Linked DNA regions of Gossypium hirsutum: region 1 is linked to region 2. The links are chromatin contacts, called in public Hi-C maps. All regions are on one chromosome and are shown on one strand. The core of a region is the stretch at or near the end of the contact, and the rest is flanking DNA. Distances in the headings are between cores, read along the strand shown. Region 1 holds the start of LOC107892184. Region 2 holds the start of LOC107892188 (glyceraldehyde-3-phosphate dehydrogenase 2, cytosolic).

Evidence for each region. A called contact is a pair of places that touch in the nucleus more often than the background predicts.
Region 1: a Hi-C map of leaf shows a contact between it and region 2, with 2.8 times the contacts expected there. The contact joins the promoter of LOC107892184 here to the promoter of LOC107892188 in region 2. A contact is called at or near these places in 8 of 34 Hi-C or Micro-C datasets (callus, hypocotyl and leaf).

Annotation. Positions count from the first base shown.
Region 1 is chrD09:11,627,249-11,630,204 of Gossypium_hirsutum_v2.1, forward strand. It overlaps LOC107892184, which reads left to right and starts at 1,283. Exons shown (of 4, transcript XR_005918674.1): 1 at 1,283-2,891.
Region 2 is chrD09:11,379,003-11,382,173 of Gossypium_hirsutum_v2.1, forward strand. LOC107892188 (glyceraldehyde-3-phosphate dehydrogenase 2, cytosolic) reads left to right here and starts at 1,329. Exons shown (of 11, transcript XM_016817201.2): 1 at 1,329-1,604; 2 at 1,673-1,773; 3 at 2,196-2,311; 4 at 2,422-2,521; 5 at 2,683-2,829; 6 at 2,920-2,980; 7 at 3,057-3,154. The coding sequence starts at 1,577.

The DNA of each region.
Region 1 (2,956 bases), core at 33-2,532, 250 kb after region 2:
TGTTGCTAGGAAAGGAGGTAGGCCTGGTATGAGTGTTGCATGTTCGCTTGTGGATAGGAACTAACAACTTCTATTTTCGTTTAGTAAAATAGTAGAGTATGAAGACATGCGACAAACAACATTGTATGAGGTTCGTGAAACATTAATTCTGGCAAAACAAAGAGGTTGGATAGTGGGTTTTCTAATGAATAATGGCAAAGCAATACAAGAAATCCTAGAATGTACAACTTTTTCTCCTAATTGGAAAATGACACCTCTAATTGAGGACATTAAGAAGCTCAGTAATGCCCACATAACTAAAGAAAGTGTGGGATCGACAGCACATGCATTTAGGGTAGTAACAAGATGGGCATCGTTCGCTTCAAATATCAAGATTAGTTTGGTTTTTCCTTTGTATGATTAATGCTTGATTCGCTATAAAAAAAAATCATGAATCTCATAATTTGTATGTATTTTTCTAGATATATCAAAATATAAAATGACATAAACACCCTCAAAATAATCTTTATTATTTTGTAAAAGGAATAAGTTTTTGGTAATTTTACAATTGAGTTGAGTTGGACATAAATACTATTAAAATAATATTTGTTACTCTGTAAAAGGAATAAATTTTTGGTAATTTTACAATTGAGTTGGGACAGATATAAACATCCTCAAAATAATATTTATTGTTTTATAAATAAAATAAACTTTCAATAATATCATAACTGAATTAAAGTCCGAATGGTAGGTGATAAACTCAATCAAACTTTTAATAATATATATATTACTTTAATATATTATAGTTAACCACCCACTTTCCCTAATCCTACACCATATTTTTCACTTTCGATTATTTTGTTATTGTAAAAACTAAACATCACTCCTTTGTATGAGATATAAAAAAAATTATAATCCACATAATGGGTGAAACGTAATTCTACCATAAACTTAACTTCTCAATTCCACTCAACCACAAGAGTTAACAATAGATATTTCAACTTCAACTTCATTTTTATTTCTTCTTAACTTAAAAGAATAAATTTCACATGCTTTTCCTTCGTAATAAAATCTACATAACCTAAAACTCATAACTAAAGTTACTGAATATCAATTTAATTTGAAACTTAATAAAGTATTAGTTATATTAATAAGTGATGATTGAGTCCAAATCATTTTTGGACTCTATTTATATTTATTCCATCTTAAATATTGTTATTTATTTGTAATTATAATTTACTTTATAAAAAAAATCTTACTTAAAAATTAAATTTAAAATATAAAAATTGATAGTAATTATTTGAACCAAAAAAAGAATTAAAAAATAAAAATAAAAACTACAATATTGTTTTGTTCAGTAGGGTTGGGAAAATATCAAGGTTGGCAATCACACGCTCCAGTGCAGAAAAGTGCAAGTGACGGTCAACTGAACTGTCTCTTTCATAACAAATAAAACTATTACACGTGTTGCATAATCAGGAACCTACCTAATGCATTTTTTAGAAAAACCAAAAAAATCAAAAAGGCGGAAAAAAAAATTAAAAGCCCACTCCACTTCAAACAGAATATTTATGCCGTCCCCCGAGGTACGGCCACGTGTATCCGTCTTTTACGCACTTCTCGACACGTCCTTATTTTTGGTTGGCTAACAGGATGGGCCAATCACAGGCTTCGAACACGCCAAAACAGGTAACTTTATTTTTTTGCTACGGCCCCATTGGGTTTCGGCCAATCAAATCTCGGAACTGTTTCAAGTTTCGCAGTAGGACACGCGTACTCCTCTGATCTTGGACACGATTGCTGCCGCTATGATTATCGCTTCACCTCCGGTAAAGCCTTTGCCCTTAGATGAAAAAAAGAAAAAAAGAAAAAAAAAGAATAGAAAGATAAAATAAAATCCGAAGATAAGATAAAACAAAGAGAGAGAAAGAGAGAGAAGGGTTTGTTAGGTTTTTTTAATTTTTTTGGAAGGAGGAATGGAGGGCGGAGATCAATGGAGGATGCTAAAATGCGCTGGGGGTGTACAAGATAAGACGATAATCAACCGGATAATGCTCAGATTCAGGCCGATTGCTCCAAAACCGGTGACCGGAGACTCAGCTTCCGGTGAGTCGACGTTTGGTAACAAGAACTCGGGTGTTACAAGCATGAGAGTGAAGAGAAAATACGTTAGGGTTTGTGAGAAGAATAATAGGAGAAGAAGAGCCTTGGATGAAGCTAAAGACGATAAGGATGGAAATAAGGGTTCCGTAACTCTGCAGTTGATGCCTGAGAGAGCTGATCTAGAGAAATCAGCGGTTGTTGATAGCTCAGGGGCGGGTGATCATGATCTCGATCGGACGGTTGGTGATGATTATCATCAATCTCATGAGGACCCGCCGCCGCTGTGCTTGAAGTTGCAGAAGATGGTTGCAACAGATCAAGAAGTGGCGGCGGCGGTGATGGGGTTGTCGGATCAGGCGACGGGGAGGAAAGTGAGTGTTGTGGAGTCATGGGTGACGGTGGAGAGCATAACAGACAGCTGCATGGATGAAGGAGACATGGGGAGCTGTACGGACGTGGATAGAATGAGTAATCTGGATAAGGACACGTATCCAGGGTTCATATCGGACGGTTGGCACCGTGTTTTGTGGGTGAACGAGGCGTTCAAGAGCATGGTGGGCGGAGAAGGGGCTGAAACCGCGTTGGGGTTGGTGGTGAAAGAAGGGTTTAAATTCCCACAGGGTGCATTCTCATGCCGGGTAGGGTTACGGTACGGAGATGGAAAGGGAAAGAAAAAGCAATCGAAAATGGTTCCTTGCGATGTGTGGAAGATGAGCTTTGGTGGATTTGCATGGAGGCTCGATGTTAAGGCTGCTCTCGGTTTGGGACTCTAACAATGGGAACCCAACCCATTCCCATAGTTTTTGCAGGTAATTTAAACTCCTTTGTTTTTTTTTTTTTCCAAAACAAATTATACAACAACAATAAGGGTTAA
Region 2 (3,171 bases), core at 79-2,578:
TAGGTGATGAACTAAACAAGTGTTTGGTTAGAGGATGAGGACATCCTTTTAGGAAATCATGCTCTCCGTCTCGATAAGGGTATTTAACGTCCTTAACTTGCATTTCATATAATGAAATTGCAAAATTGTTCATCAGAAGCTGTCGTACAAATCCTTGTGTTTGTTGGCAGGGAATGAATTGTGCCTTCAAACTGAAGTTGAGTGCAAAACTATTGGCACTGTGGTTGTACACAGAAGATGGTCTCCATGCCTTGACTTGACAGGGTTAAGAGAGAGACAAACACAGATGCATCACATGTTAAAGCAAATGAAAGTAACGCATACCTCAAGCATGGTTAATCAATTGATTTCAAAGACGAAAGTTTTAACAAAAGAAAAGAAAACAAAGATGAAAGTTTTAACCAGAAGTAGAAAAAAAAGAGAATTAGGATAGTCACAAAGTAGAGGCGAGGCGAATGTTCTTGAAGAAATTCAAGATATAACTAATTAGGGAACTCAAAAAGAGATTTAGGTACTTGAAAATAAAAACGAAAACTATTAAAGATTTCGATGAATTATGTCAATACGATAAAATATAGAATCAAAATGAAAAAATTACAGACAACATTTATATATATAATGTTACTATTGAAATGATAAAAATAAATGAGGATTTTGAACATAAATAAAGCAATTGATTTGAGTCCTTGAATAGTTTTGAAGTTTCTTGTTAATTCCTTTATTTTGTCATCTTGGCTCTGTATTTTTGGGCATTCTTTTTAGGTATTTTTGGAAAGAATTTCTTTGCTTGTATGTGAGGTTACTTTTAGAAGAGTGATATGTAACAATTGGAGCCATTGTTAGGGTTGTTAGATCTGGTGCTCTGGGTGTAATATATTCATTTGTAAACTTATAATTTTTACGAATAGATTAGTTAATAAAATAAATTCATAAATTACATTAATATACTTTGTATAATTGTCATCATATAATTTTTGCACGTAAAACAAAATAAAAAAAATATTATCTTATTGGTTGTCTAATGTTTAAACTAATATTAAGCGATATTATGTGGTCGGATCGTAATACAAAAAGACAACTTATCTTAGTAAATGAACCTAAATATGTTATTAGTCTAATAAAAATTGAATAAACCGATTTAAAGACTAATATGCCGTCTATAAAACTCAATTAAAGAAATATTTTGTCTTGAGTATTAAAACAGATAACTCCTAGAAGATATAATCATTTGTGACTGACTAGATTAATAATAAATCGGATAAACTCAAGAAGAATAAATCTTTAATACATTTATAGTTTTATTCACTCTGCACTGTCCTCTTTGATTTTACGTTTTTACCCTTGCTTCTTCTTCTTCTCATCATCCTCCAAAGAACACGTGAACAACGACCCCACTTTCCTCGTGAGAATCTCCGTCATTTTCCCTTTTCTATCATTCTGTCACCAATACTTCCTCTCATATATAAACAAACCCCCTTTTTACTCATTTTTTCCTCTCAATTCTCACTTCCTTTACCTCCGTTCTTTTGCCGTCGTATTTTTTTTCCAGAGATTTGTTCTTTTCGCTTCTTTCGTTATGGGGAAGATCAAGATCGGAATCAACGGTACTCTTATTATTATTATTATTATTATTATTATTATGGATCTGATTTTCTTTTTCTGTTTGGTGAAGGATTTGGAAGGATCGGGCGTTTGGTTGCCAGAGTTGCTCTCCAAAGTGAAGATGTTGAGCTCGTTGCTGTTAACGATCCTTTCATCACCACCGATTACATGGTCCGTACACTGTATTTTCCTTCCTATTTCTCACTTATTTACTAGGTTTTGGCATTAGTCTCCGTGCATGTTTGTGTTATATTGGTTTTAGTTTTAAGAAAGCTGATCTGATCTTCTCTGCTCTGAGATGAGTGCTGATCTGAATTTCTTTCTTTCTTTTTTTCTTGTGATATGGTTCTTGAACTTTTAGTGTTACCTAACAGAGCATGATGAAATAGTTTAAATTTCAACTGGTAAACTGATGTATTTCATGTTCGATCTTTAAGAGATTTATTATAAACTTACTGGTTCTGATTGGGTGTTTTTTAGTGAGCGAATCTTGTGTCTAATTTGAAAAGAAAGGATGAAAAATGAAGAACCGTTTTAATCAGTTTTTTTAACGATTTAATTATTGATGTGATTTGATAATTGTATTTGTACAGACCTACATGTTTAAGTATGACAGTGTTCACGGTCAATGGAAGCACCATGAGCTTAAGGTGAAGGACTCAAAAACCCTTCTCTTTGGTGAAAAGCCTGTCACTGTTTTCGGCATCAGGTGATATCATGTGTTTCTTTTCAAAATGGGTTGTTGTAATTGACTTGAGGAACATGGTGAGTTTTTCCATTTAGGAGCTATTGTATTGATTGGCTTTTGATTTATGCCAGAAACCCTGAAGAAATCCCTTGGGGTGAGACTGGAGCTGATTATGTCGTTGAGTCTACTGGTGTTTTCACTGACAAGGACAAAGCTGCTGCCCATTTGAAGGTTTGTGATAATAATTTGATCCTATGTTTATTTTATGGTACCAGCTGAGTTCTCTTTTTTGGAGTTAAGGCCCCCAAAAGTTGTGTGTTTGGAACTTGATTTTCTTCTTCTTATCTTCGTGTATGGTATTCTCATCTGATCTATGCTTTTTCACTTTTTAGGGTGGTGCAAAGAAGGTAATCATCTCTGCTCCCAGTAAGGATGCTCCCATGTTTGTTGTGGGTGTCAATGAGAAGGAATACAAGCCTGACCTTCACATTGTATCCAATGCTAGCTGCACTACCAACTGCCTTGCTCCATTGGCTAAGGTAATAGTGGTTTCCCTTTTATTTGTTTTGGAGCTTCTGACAAATAGTTTTATCTTCATGGTAATAATGGTCTTGTAAACATGGTGGCAGGTCATCCATGACAAATTTGGCATTGTTGAGGGTCTTATGACCACTGTCCATTCGATTACTGGTAAGTATATATGGTGTTTTATTGCTTTCTGTTGCTATCAGTATGTATTGTTTATTGATTAGTCTCTTCACTTCAGCTACTCAAAAGACTGTTGATGGTCCATCAATGAAGGACTGGAGAGGTGGTAGAGCTGCTTCGTTCAATATCATTCCTAGCAGCACTGGAGCTGCCAAGGTATATAATCATCTTTA